Linked DNA regions of Ovis aries: region 1 is linked to region 2. The links are chromatin contacts, called in public Hi-C maps. All regions are on one chromosome and are shown on one strand. The core of a region is the stretch at or near the end of the contact, and the rest is flanking DNA. Distances in the headings are between cores, read along the strand shown. Region 1 holds the start of PDS5B (PDS5 cohesin associated factor B). Region 2 overlaps STARD13 (StAR related lipid transfer domain containing 13).

Region 1 (6,889 bases), core at 2,865-5,364, 1.0 Mb before region 2:
TTCTCCAGGCAAGGATACTAGAGTGGGTAGCCATTCTGTTCTCCAGGGGATCTTCCTGACCCAGGGATTGAACCTGAGTGTCCTGCATTGCAGGCAGATTCTTTACCATCGGAGCCACCAGGGAACCCCTTTAAATTACATACTTTCTAAATTAATTGGAAGATGATGAGATTCACTAAAAAAATTTCCCCTGACTACGGATTCCCTGGAAAAATCATTTAGCTATTTGAGTCTCAGTTTCTTTATATAAAATAAATTGAAAAGAGGTGATCATTTCTATGCTCTTTGAACCCTAAACTTCTCAAAATCTTTTCATGGCATCTTTCTGACACCCTTTCCTAACCAGCTCTAACACTATTATATATGTGTATATGTATATACATATATATATAAACAAACTGAAAATAAAATTTGAAAAGCAACCATCAAGTAAATAAAGTACATTTTTAAATAAGAAATCACACTTCATTGGATCCTATATAAAGGAAGTCTCCTCTCTGCAATAGATAGATGTGATATGAATTTAGAACAGACTTTTAAAATATGCACATACAAAGAGTTCTCATGCCACAGAGAAAAACAAAAGGACTTACCTGGCGGTCCAGTGGTTCCAACGCAGGGGGCATGGGTTCCATCCCTGGTCAGGGAACTAAGATCCCACATGCTGTGCAACATGGCCAAAGAAAAAATAAAAAAGCACATACATATAGAATCCATACCTTGTAGAGAAGATTGAAATATTTCAAAAAGGATAGCGAGTGTTTCCTTTTTTGCCCTTTTTAAAAATAGTGAGGCCAACATTTTCTAGTTGTAAATAACATAGGCCATAAGACTATGGAGAGAAAAAGAAAATTAAAATGAAGGGTAAATCTACAGGCAAAGGAAGTCATGGGCCAAAGCAGCATGGTTGTGGGAAGTAGAGAAGTTCAGAGTAATGAGAAGTAAAGTGGTTAACTTAAGTAAGCAAGTCTGGTTGAATAAACAGAAGTAGCGCCCTCACAGCCTCATAGCTCCTTCGTCAACAAGTAGCAGGAGCTGCCCTGTATGCCAGACACTTAATGAAAAGTTAAAATATAAATAGGCATTTAGGGAGAGAGTGCTCGTTTTTATTCCATTCAGTCGTCTGGCCAGATTGTTCGATTACTAATGATTTCTAACACCATATAAAGAAATTTTATTCTAAATGAGATGTCTTTAAAGGAGCTCATGTATTACTATTAGTATGCTTCTGGTATTAAATTTAACTGCTTGCTGAGAATTATCGCTAATTCTAGTGGCTAATCATAATGCTCTTTAAATAAATTCTCACTTGCTTTCTTAAATATCTAAGCCAATGATATAGTTGATATAAATAGGAAATTTAGAGTAAGTCACTGTTTGATATAAAAAACATGAGCATAAAATAATATATATACACTATATATAATACTATATGAGTATATACTCTTATTCATATGTATTTGATTTTAGTCATTTTGAATACAATTGTGTGTTGGTGTGTTCCTCTTTGGTTTAATCGCATATGGGATTGTGCTTCCTGAACTTGGGTGAATGTTTCCTTTCATAGGTCAGGGAATTTTTCAGCTATTATGTCTTCAAATATGTTCTCAGACCCTTTCTCTTTCTCTTCTCCCTCAGGGACCCATATAATGTGAGTATTAGTGCTCTTGATGTTGTCCCAGAGGTCTCAAATTATCCTCATTTCTTTTTATGTATTTTAAATACATGCACTTCAACTGGTACTGGCATAATTCTTAACAGAGTTCAACAGTTGCAAAGAATACACCATGAAACAATGTTGAATATTTATTACAAGTTGTTAAAAAATAGCATTTTGATTCCAGAGTCTACAGGCTGTACTCTTCACCATAGGAAGCCACTAGCCACATGTACTTTTTTTTCTTTAGATTTATTTATTCATTTTATTTTTTGGCTGTGGTAGGTCTTCTTTACTGCATGCTGATTTTCTCCAGTTGCGGCAAGGGGTGAGGGGGTGTGTGGCATGTGGGATCGTCCCACATCAGGGATGGAATCCGTGTCTCTTGCATTGCAAGGCAGATTCCTAACCACTGGACCACCAGGAAAACCCACCACATGTACTTACTGAGCACTTGAAACATAGCTAGTACAAACTGAAATGTGCTTTTAGTGTAAAATTCACAAGATGAACAAGAGAATGTAAATTATCTGTGATTGTATATTAATAACAAAATTTTATGTTGATTATGCAAATGACAATATTTTGGATATACTGTTATATAAAATATTAAAATTAATTTCACTGCTTTTTTTCACTTTAACATGAAAACATTTCACATTACATACATGGTTCATATCATGTTTCTTTTGGACAGTGTGGATTTACAGTGTAAATTAGTGCCGTTTGCTCTCATTAACCAGGATCAGGCCCATTGATTTCACACACTGCTGAGTGCTAACCTTGGATAGGAGTGAACAGTTTTTGCTTTGACTGTTCTGCTCAGTGCATTCAGGAATTCTCAGTCAGCAGCTCAGAACCTCAATTATAATGGTGACCTATGCTACTTAACTCCAAGGAAATCTGGAAGACTCTACAAGTCTGTAGATAACACATATATACATATATTCCCAAAGATCCCAGAGATTTCTTCAGAATAAAAGAAGTTAAGACTTCCAGTATAATGTCTGTATCAGAGATCAGGAGTACCATTGGTTACTAGGTAGGTAAAAGATGCTTCAAGACTTAACCAAATGAGCTTAACAAGATGAGACCTCTAAGACAGTGTTTAAAAAGAAAGTCAGCAGGAAACTGACTTGGCTTACGTTTGGTGGCTTTGGCATTGAGCTGTATTGTAGGCAAAGTCATCTTGGAACACTTAACCTTATTTCCCTTTGTGGCATCCTTTCCCTTCTAGCTCTTCTCCCTGTGTGGAAATCACACTGCCTTTCTCCTCCTTGTCTCTTTTATCTGCCAATCCCTACGGAAAGGAAAATAATCTTTTAGTGGAATGTTAGTGGAAAGCTGATGGAAGCATGGGCCAACAGATGCCGCTTTCATTTATATTGCTCCTGATAAATTATAACTTGGTTATTTTTTGGACTCTATTTTTATTAGATTAGCTGTAAGTGTACAGCATATTGAGAGGAAGGCACAGAGATTTCCCATTTATACCCTGCTGCCATATTTGGTTGTTTTTTTTTAAAAGCCCTTACCACAGAAATTTATTTTTCTTTTAACACCAACTTTTCAAATTTTCCCAAAGCATTGCTTTAAATGAAAGTTTATATTACTAATTTCTTTAATCGATTGGCTGTTCCATAAAACAGTTTCGTTAGCAATTATGCTTCATTGAGGCCTTTAAAGTTATTTTTTCCTCTCTCCATCCTAATAGTAATCGACAGATCAACTTTAACATACCACCTTACAGCTGAAGGTGGGAGGAACGGCACCTTCTGGAGGTGAAGGGGGTTAGAAACCCAGCTTCTGGAAGGCGTCCGGTGATCTTCAGATTATTTCTCCAATAACAATTGTCATAGGACGAATGAATGGAGTGCTTTGTTACAGATGTAATTACTATGTTCCTCCATCCTCCCGCTTCCTAAACAATACCTGAAAATGGGGAAGCTGTGGGGTTAATTAAAGACATAACATACATAGTGGAGAAAAAAGCTATTTTATGACATTTTGAGATGACTACGTCATCTCAAACGTAAAGGAGCAAAGTAGTCAACACCAATTTTATTTACTTAACACAACATTCGTACTGAATTTCACTGTTTTGAAAAATTTCCAACTTTTATCCATAAAGCTAGAAATATATAACAATTTGTGTGGTTTTCGGGAAAAGTCAAGAAAGCCTTAAGAGGCCGAGAAAGCATTGACAGTTGCGGGTCTTGCAGCGGCGGCGTGCCCGTGTGGCTGCGTGCGCGCGCGACGAGCTGGGCGGGGCGGAGCGGCGGCGGGGACGCGCTCCGGGCGGGGCGGGGCGCAAGGGAGACGGGCGGGCCGGCGGGCGCGCGCGCGCGCGTGGGGCCGTCCGGTCGGTAGGGGGCGCTGCGCACCAACGCGGCGCTCTGCCTGCCCCCGGGTGCTGTCCGCGGCGGTTCGATTGGAGCAGCCGCCGAAGAGCGCTTGGCGCCATTTTGAAGCGGAGAGGAGGAGGAACGGCCGGGCTGGCTGCGGAAGGGGAGGGGGGGAGGAGGCGATTGGATGCGGCGGCGGCGGCGGCGGATCCCGGAGAGCGGCGGAGTGAGAGGAGTAGCGAGTCGGGCACCCGGAGGTAGGAAACAATTCAGTTAACGGGGAGAGAAAACCTCTCTGTTCTCCGGTCGCCGCGCTCCATTTTTTTCAGCGCCCGCCGCCGCGGCTGTGTCTTGGCGGGGCTCAAAGCGGCGCCCGCCTGGCAGCCGCGACTCGCCTCTCGGCATCGGGGGCTGCAGCCGCCGGCTGCGCGGCGGCGGCGGCGGCGGCGCCGGGAGGAGCGGGGCGCGGGCCGGGGGCGTGGGCCGGGGCTGCCCGGTGGGGGTGGGGAGGGCCCCGGGGCGGGCGCGCTCCCTCCACGCCGCGGGCTCCAGCCGCCGCCGACTGGAAATTAAACTTGCCGCCCTGGCCGGGCCGGGGCGCCCGCGGCGGCGAGGGCGGCGGGGCGGTGACCTTGCGCGCGGCCGGGGGTCCGCGCCGGCAGCCCGCGCCCCGCCGCCTCCCCTCCCCTCCCCCCCGCGCCCGGCCGGCCGGCCGGCGGGCGGGCGGCTGTTTCCCGGGCGGCAGGCGGGCGGCGCGGCGCTCCTGTTGAATCCTCCTCGGGCGGGCGGGTTTTCCATCCCCCCCTTCCGGGAGAGGGGCGGGGAGCGCGGGTCCCGGCTGGACCCCGAGCGCTGTGCCGGCCTCGGCGCCCTCTACCCCGCCGCTGGGTCCCCCGCGCCGCGCAGCTCCTCTGCTCCGGGCGGCGACCGTGGGCCGACCGAGTGACATTTTCGTACAGTTACTTGCCGGCGTCTGGAGGTATAAAGCGCGCTTGCCGCGCCTCCCGCAGCTGGTGCAGGGGGCACCCGAGGACCCGGTTTGAGAAGGAGTCCCACCCGGGGGTGGGTTTCCTTTAGGAAGCCTCCGAGTCGGAACGACCCGTGCCAGCCGTGTGCGGCTGTAGGAGTTGACGTTCGTGCGGTCTCTTGTCTGGGTGACAACCTGAAAAGTTTCTGATCGGGAGGATTTGGTGTGTGGTTCTCTAGCTGTTGGCTGCCTTTTGGTATATGCGTTAAAGCTGCGCTCAGCAGCGGTCCAGTTATTCGAGGCAAATGAATCTGAATCCTGAATCCCGGCACCTCCTCGTCTTCAGAGTTACCTCTTCCTGCGTTCCATTTGTGGCCGGTGTAAACTCGGGGTAGGGTTTGGAAGAGCAGGTCCCTAACCAGTTAACACACGTTTTAGGCATCTTAGCCAACCCCAAAAGGGAACCCTTTATCTCATTTTGGAGAACGTGCCTTGAATGCTCTTATCACACTTCTGTTATGGAATGATGGATGGGCAGTTCTGTCCTGAACCACCCTATAAACCCTGCTTAGTAAACCATTTCGGAAACGTTGGATGTAGCCTTCAATTTAGAAGGTGGGTCTGCGGTCTTGAGTGAGTTGGGGTCTTCTGCTGTCTTCCTAATAACCTTTAACAATTCAAGTGTGTTTATATATGAGACGAGCTGTAAATAAATCATAATTATTTAAAATTTGAATGGCAGTGTAATCATGTTCTCGACACATGTAAGTGAAGTTTCAAGATAGAGCATTTTCCGTACTCACGTATGAGTGAGTGAAGTCGCTCAGACGTGTCCGACTCTTTGCGACCCCATGGACTCTAGGAGCCTCTGCCCATGGGATTTTCCAGGCAAGAGTACTGGAAAAAGAAAATCCTTCTCCAGAGGATCCTACTCACATATGTAGTAGTCAAATAAAATGGTTAAAAACATAAAAATGGTATTAAGTGAAAAAAAGGGGGCTAGAAAGGACACTTACTTTAGGCTGTCCGTATGTCAGAGATGTTAGCAGTTTTAGGGACAATAAAATGTATGCAGGTCAGTTTGTGGAACAATTAATTTGGTATTGTCTGGTGATAGCAGAAAACTTAGTTAAAATTTATAGTGATTTATAGATGAAAGTTTCAACATGGTACTTTCTATGTTGAGGAAGATTTATTCTGACAAACTTAACTAAAAAATATCCCCTTAAAATAGAGCATTATTGTTTCAAAATAAATTTACAAATGTATGTGAAAGAGTGCACTTTAGACATTCTTTGATTACTGGAGTAGTTTTTTTTTGGGGGGGGGCCTTTTCTGATCATTAAAAAAACTATCCTCAGGGTTTTACTTACACAAGTATTTTAAATGACAAGTTAGTGTTTGCAGATTCTTTATCACTTGAGCCACCAGGGAAGCCCTAGTGTTTGTATTGCCTTTTATTTTTTCGTAAATAACTTTTGTGCCCTTTCTTTTTTGTTGTTGTTGCCCTTTCGTATTTTCTCCTTTTTTGTTGAGGTTGATTCTGTTTGTATTAACTTTATTTTTTACAGCAGCTGTCACTTTCATTCTTGTCTGGTTATGCCTTTTTTTCCTCCCCCCAAGAATTAGAGGTAATGTGATGTTGATAGTGATTCCTATTGTCGTGGAATGTTTTTTTACTAAGGTTATTTGACAAGCAATTCTACTGAATTGGCTGTTGATTAAAAGTTTAAATTTTTAATTTATTTTAAAATTATTTTTCATCTCTGTTACAGAGAGTTACATTTTGAGGACCAGGCTTTGTCAATAATTTGTTAAGCCTAAAATAAAGTGATCCTCTGTAATAGTTAGGGCTTGCTCCGGTGAAGAGGGCAAAACTTTGTGCAGAGGGGAATATTTTGGGAGATTGTGTTCTTTCTG
Region 2 (6,946 bases), core at 943-3,442:
AACTGCAGACTGGGAGAAAATACTTGCAAACCACATTTGCAACAAAGAACTTATATCTAGACCATATAAGTTTTTCAAGTTCAACAGTAAAAAATATAAATCAAACAATCCAATTAGAAGGACAAAAGATGTGAACAGCAATTTCACTGAAGAGAATGCAAAGAAGCACATGAAAAGATATTCCACATCATTAATCATTCAGTTCAGTTCAGTTCAGTTGCTCAGTCGTGTCTGACTCTTTGTGACCACATGAATCGCAGCACGCCAGGCCTCCCTGTCCATCACCAACTCCCAGAGTTCACTCAGACTCACGTCCATCGAGTCAGTGATGCCATCCAGCCATCTCATCCTCTGTCATCCCCTTCTCCTCCTGCCCCCAATCCCTCCCAGCATCAGACTCTTTTCCAATGAATCAACTCTTCGCATGAGGTGGCCAAAGTACTGAAGATTCATCTTTAGCATCATTCCTTCCAAAGAAATCCCAGGACTGATCTCCTTTAGAATGGACTGGTTGGATCTCCTTGCAGTCCAAGGGACTCTCAAGAGTCTTCTCTAACACCACAGTTCAAAAGCATCAATTCTTCGGCACTCAGCCTTCTTCACAGTCCAACTTTCACATCCATACACGACCACAGGAAAAACCATAGCCTTGAATAGACGGACCTTAGTTCTCAAAGTAATGTCTCTGCTTTTGAATATACTGTCTAGATTGGTTATAACTTTCCTTCCTAGGAGTAAGCGTCTTTTAATTTCATGGCTGCAGTCACCATCTGCAGTGATTTTGGAGCCCCAAAAAAATAAAGTCTGAAACTGTTTCTACTGTTTCCCCATCTATTTCCCATGAAGTGATGGGAACAGATGCCTTGAATTCGTTTTCTGAATGTTGAGCTTTAAGCCAACTTTTTCGCTAGCCTCTTTCACTTTCATCAAGAGGCTTTTTAGCTCCTCTTCACTTTCTGCAATAAGGGTGCTGTCATCTGCATATCTGAGGTTATTGATATTTCTCCCGGCAATCTTGATTCCAGCTTGTGTTTCTTCCAGTCCAACGTTTCTCATGATATACTCTACATAGAAGTTAAATAAGCAGGGTGACAGTATACAGCCTTGACATACTCCTTTTCCTATTTGGAACCAGTCTGTTGTTCCATGTCCAGTTCTAACTGTTGCTTCCTGACCTGCATACAGATTTCTCAAGAGGCAGGTCAGGTGGTCTGGTATTCCCATCTCTTTCAGAATTTTCCACAGTTTATTGTGATCCACACAGTCAAAGGCTTTGGCATAGTCAATAAAGCAGAAATAGATGTTTTCTGGAACTCTCTTGCTTTTTCCATGATCCAGTGGATGTTGGCAGTTTGATCTCTGGTTCCTGTGCCTTTTCTAAAACCAGCTTGAACACTAATTATTAAGGACATATAAATTTAAAGCCCCAATGAGATACAACTACACACCTGTCAGAATGGCCGCAGTGAAAACGAGTGATAACGGCCAATGCTCATGAGGATGCAGAGGAACTGAATCACTCATTTTTTTGCTGGTTGCATTGTAAAAGGGCACAGCCTCTCTGGAAAGTGGGTGGATGTTTCTAATAAAATTGAACTTGCCATATGACTCAACTATTGTACTCCTGGGCATTTACCACAGAAAAATGAAAAAAAGTGTGTGTTACATGAAGTCATTACAAGAACTTTCACAGCATCTATATTAATAATAGTCCAAAACTGGGAACAACTCAAAAGTCCTTCCATGGATGAATTGTTAAATACCATGGTATACCCATACTGTGGAATACTATTGAACAATACAGAGGAACAAACTATTGGTATATACAATCTGGTGGACAGAAAAATGCCCCCCGCCCCCCAAAAAATTGTACGCTCTCTGATCTCTGGAACCAATGAATATGTTATATTACATGGCAAAGGGACTTTGCAGGTATAAAGTTACAGACCTTAAAATAGGGAGAGTCTTTTGGATTACTTGAGTGGGTCCCATCTAATCACATGAACTCTTCGAAGAATTTTCTCTGGCTGGAGTGGAAATGATATGTCAGAAATCATAAAGATTCCAAGTGTGAGAGGGATTCATCTGTTATTGCTGGGGGAGCGCCAAATGGAAAGTACATGAAGGATGCAGGCAGGCTCTCAAGCAAAGACTTCTCTCTGCCGACAGCCAGCATGGAAATTGGGACCTCAGTCCTGCAAGTGCCAGAAACTGAATTTGATCAACAACTTGCACAAACTTGGAACCACTTTATCCCCAGAGCCTTACAGAAAGGCGCACAGCCTTGATTTATGCTTGTCAGATTCTAAGCAGAGGTCCAGTTGAGCTGTTCTTGGACTTTTGACCTTCAGCAGTGTGAGATAAAAGGTGTTTGTTGCATCAAGTGGCTGAATTTGTGGTAATTTGGTACAGCAACAATAAAAAACTAGTATAGTAATAACTTGGGTGGATCCCAAGGGAAGTTTGCTGAGTGGAAAAAAGCAAAGCCCAGTCTCAGAGTGACAAAATTATGGAGATAGAAAACAGATAACTGGTTGCTAAAGGTTAGAAGGAAGTGCGGAGGGAGGTGGAGGTGACTGTAGCTAGCATGATGTATTCTCGTGATAATGAGATTATTCTGTAATCTGCAGTTACACAAATCTACACAAGTGATACAGGCTACACACAAATCTACACAAGTGATAAAATTGCATGCAGCTGATTACATACACGCTCATGAATGCATGTAAAACTGGTGAGACCTAAATAAGGTCAGTGGGCTGTATCAATGTCAATATCCCAGTTATGATATTACCCTTCTAAGGGATTCCTGCCCACAGTAATAGATATAATCGTCATCTTAATTAAATTCCCCCATTCCTGTCCATTTTAGTTCACTGATTCCTAAGATGTTGATGTTCACTCTTGGCACCTCCTGTTTGATTGTGTCCCATTTACCTTGATTCATGAACCTAACATTCCAGATTCCTATGCAATATTATTCTTTATAGCATCACACTTTATTTTCAGCACTAGACTCATTGACAACTAAGCTTTATTTCTGCTTTGGCCCAACGGCTTCATTCTTTCTGGAGCTATTAGTAATTGCCCCCTGTTCTTCCCCAGTAGCCTACAGGGCACCTTCTGACCTGGGGGGCTCATCTTCCAGTGTCATATCTTTTTTTGTTTTCATGCTGTTCATGGCGTTCTTATGGCAAGAATATTACCTTAGAGTTATGATGGTGCCATTGAGGGAAACTGGATTAAGGGTGCATGGGGATCTCTCTGTATTATTTCTTACAATTGCATGTAAATCTACAATTATTTCAACTTTAAAAGGCTTTTTAAAAATGATTTAATAGATATAAAATGCATATGTTAAAAGTAACATTTTATTACTATGTATTAATGATATAAAGCCACTATCTTCACTTAAAAATTAATATAGTGAAAACAATAGAATTAAGTACATTAGAACATCACTCTTTTCATTTTAAAATGAGCTGAGGAGTGTAATGAAGTTCAGTCCTGCCAATGTCTTGTTTAGTTGCATTTGCAATATTAGAGTTGTCTTTCAGCAACACTTTTTCTGCAGAAATCTCTTTAGAGGACGTTTGCCCTTTTGGTGACAGTTTAGTTAAAATTGGATCACAGAATTCACAAATCCACTTAACATACTAAGTTAGCTTTTTGTTGTGGCTGTAACAAATTACTACACATGTAGTGGCTTGAACAATACAGACTTATTACTTACTACGCTATGGATGGAGGTTGGAAACCTAAAATGGGTCTCACTGAGCTGATATCAAAGTGTCAGCTGGAATGTGTTCTTTATGGAGACTACAAGAACAACCCTGTTTCCCTGACTGTTCCAGCTTCCAGAGGCCACCATGTTCCTCGGCCTGTGGCCCCCTTCCAGCAATCACATCACTCTGACCTCTTGTCACATCTTTCACTGAGATGCTCCTGCCTCCCCAGTTCATTTACTGTGAGAACCTTGGTGATTACATTGGGTCCATCCAGGTAATCCAGATACTCTCCCCATCTCAAGTCGCAATCAGATTGGCAAAGTTCCTTTTGTCACATGAGGTAGTCTGTCCCCAGGTTCCGGGGGTTCCTGGACAGGTTTGGGAGTCGGCATTGTTCTGCCAGCCACGAAGGACACGCACAAAGTGCAGCGTGTGTGGGATGCAGAACGCGTCCCGATGCGCGGGAGCTCCATGTCACCTAGCTGTGGTACCAGTATGACCCTCAGAACATCTCACTGCTAAGTTCCATGACCATTTCAGACGCAGACTAGAGAAAGCATCAGCTTAATTCTTGTATTAAATATTGCGAAAGCTTAATATCTTTTCTTTTAAGTTTACACATTTTATACATAGACGTTCCAACATTCTCTCTCCAGGCCTCACCTGATTGCTGTGGACCCCTGAGATAGAGGGCTCCAGTCGGAGGCCACTGCTCTAAATAACCAGTATTTAACATTTCCTCATATCTGTGCAGCAACGTTCAATTTACATACTGTGGTCATAGTGTTTCACTCTGTGGCATTGTTAATTCCACAAAAACAACACTGAGAAGCAGATAAATTTTACATTTTATAGGTGGAGTGTTTTAAGCTCAGAGAAGTTCAGGAATTTGATGGACAAAGCTATTTTAGCTTCACTGCTAGGTGAAGAACCTCACTTCATACCAACGCTCGCAGCTCCTTCACAACACTGAGAATGGATTCTGGATAAAGAAGGAACAGATTTTCAGTGTTCGGGGAGAGCATCCTAAAGCTTCGGAAGGCAGCAGTAGTAACAGCAGCAAAAGCAGACAGTCTGGTTCAAAATGCAGAGTAATTTCCTGTTAATTACTGAGATGGCAACTGATTTCCTGATGCATAGAACTTCTATATGACCGGGACCAAGTCCAGTAACAGAATCATTGGGGCTCAAAGAAGCTGGGACTGTGCAATAAAGAAAAGCTGTATTATTTTGAGTACATTTTCTTCTTTTGTATTTTATTAGGTCACAAATAGTTCTAGAGTTTTTTTCTGCGGCTGTCTTTTGGCGAGGACATTACAAATGATAGTGATTCCATGACAGACTTTCTTTCTTCCTAAACGGCTCAGAGAACTCCAGAGGACACAAGGCTATTTTTATTCACTGGAGCATGGGCGTCAGTAAGACAGAACTGCTGGGCTGGTGTCCTTCTGATAAAGGGAACAAATGCATTTATAAGCCCTCTTGAAAGGATGAAATAAGCTCATGGAAAATCAGGGAGAAGCAGATGTAATTATACAGAGAATCACAAGACACAGACTTAGAGATAATTTGGAACAGTGTGACTGAGCAGCAGAGGAATATGGATATTTGTAACTGATAAACAACAGATAATGTGTGCTTGCATGCTCAGTAATCCCTTTGTGGCTGACTCTTTGCAACCCCACGGACTATAGCCTGCCTGGCTCCTCTGTGCATGGAATTTTTCAGGCAAGAATACTGGAATGGGTTACCATTTCCTACTCCAGGGGATCATCCCGACCCAGGGATTGAAACCTTGTCTTCTGCTTTGGCAGGCAGATTCTTTAACACTGCGCCACCTGGGAAGCTAAACAGATGTCAGTTCAGTTGCTCCATCGTATACGACTCTTTAAGACCCCATGGACTACAGCATTCCAGGCTTCTCTGTCGCCAGCTCCTGGAGCTTGCTCAAACTCATGTCCATGGAGTTGGTGATGCCATCCAACCATCTTCTCCTCTGTCATTCCCTTCTGCTCCCGCCTTCAATCTTTCCCAGCATCAGGGTCTTTTCCAATGAGTCAATTCTTCACATCAGGTGGCCAAAGGATTGTCATTTCAGCTTCAGCATCAGTCCTTTCAATGAATAGTCATGACTAATTTCCTTTAGGATTGACTGGTTGGATCTCTTTGCACTCCAAGGGACTCTCAAGAGCCTTCCCCAACATCACAGTTCAAAAGCATCAATTCTTCGGCACTCAGCTTTCTTTATAGTTCAACTCTCACATCCATACATGACTACTGGAAAAACCATAGCTTTGACTAGATGGATCTTTTGACTAGATGGATTACTTTTTGACAAAGTAATGTCTCTGCTTTTTAATACGCTGTCTAGGTTGGTCATAGCTTTTCTTTGAAGGAGCAAGCGTCTTTTAATTTCATGGCTACGGTTACCATCTGCAGTGATTTTGTAGCCCAAGAAAATAAGTGTCTCACTATTTCCACTGTTTCTCTGTCTATTTGCCATGAAATGATGGGACTGGATGCCATGATCTTAGTTTTTTGAATGTTGAGTTTTAAGCCAACTTTTTCACTCTCCTCTTTCACTTTGATCAAAAGGCTCTTTAGCTTTCTTCACTTTCTGCTGTAAGGATGGTGTCATCTGCATATCTGTTGTTTATATTTCTCCCAGCAATCTTGATTCCAATTTGTGCTTCAGTTGTAGCTGGGCTGAATTTTGAGAAGCGGTTTGAAAGATCTAATGGACAGGTTATCTACATGGTATTTAATGGAGTTTAGCTCCTATATTGACTTGTTTATTATTCTTTTAAATTAAAAATGAAAAAAAAATTGGGCTGCACTGTGTAGCACGTGAAATATTAGTTCCCCAACCAAGGATTGGACCCATGCCCCCTGCATTGGAAGAATGGAGTCTTAACCACTGGGCCACCAGGGAAGTCCCTGATTTACTCTAATATTTAACTAAATGCTAATTTTGACCCCATACATCATTTTATATATTCAACCCATGGGTTGGAAACACTGAACTTCAGACTGCTGAAGAGCAAATTAATCAGACCTGGAAATGGTTTTTAAGCTACAAGTAACAAGAACCAAATATTAGAAAGTGGCACTAAGACTACAGCTTGTAAAGAGTGTATAGGTTTCTGTTTGCTGGAATAATTACCCATATACAAGAGCTGCATATGCAAGCCAAATCTCCTAATCGATTTACTTCAAAA

Evidence for each region. Hi-C and Micro-C count contacts between places; a contact is called where the count stands out from the background.
Region 1: a contact with region 2 is called in a Hi-C map of tail adipose tissue, with 5 times the contacts expected there. The contact joins the promoter of PDS5B here to the enhancer-like site in region 2. A contact is called at or near these places in 4 of 16 Hi-C or Micro-C datasets (hypothalamus, skin fibroblasts and tail adipose tissue).

What each region holds. Positions count from the first base shown.
Region 1 is chr10:28,788,048-28,794,936 of ARS-UI_Ramb_v3.0, reverse strand. It overlaps PDS5B (PDS5 cohesin associated factor B), which reads left to right and starts at 4,114. Exons shown (of 34, transcript XM_027973013.3): 1 at 4,114-4,259.
Region 2 is chr10:27,765,202-27,772,147 of ARS-UI_Ramb_v3.0, reverse strand. All of the region lies in intron 1 of STARD13 (StAR related lipid transfer domain containing 13), which reads right to left. Among named protein-coding and RNA genes, the nearest start is that of STARD13, 23 kb to the right of the region's middle. Within about 2 kb of position 2,192, at least 3 of the 54 cell types and tissues checked have an H3K27ac peak or open chromatin away from gene starts, as enhancers often do. A contact at or near this core is called in tail adipose tissue, where this site is marked.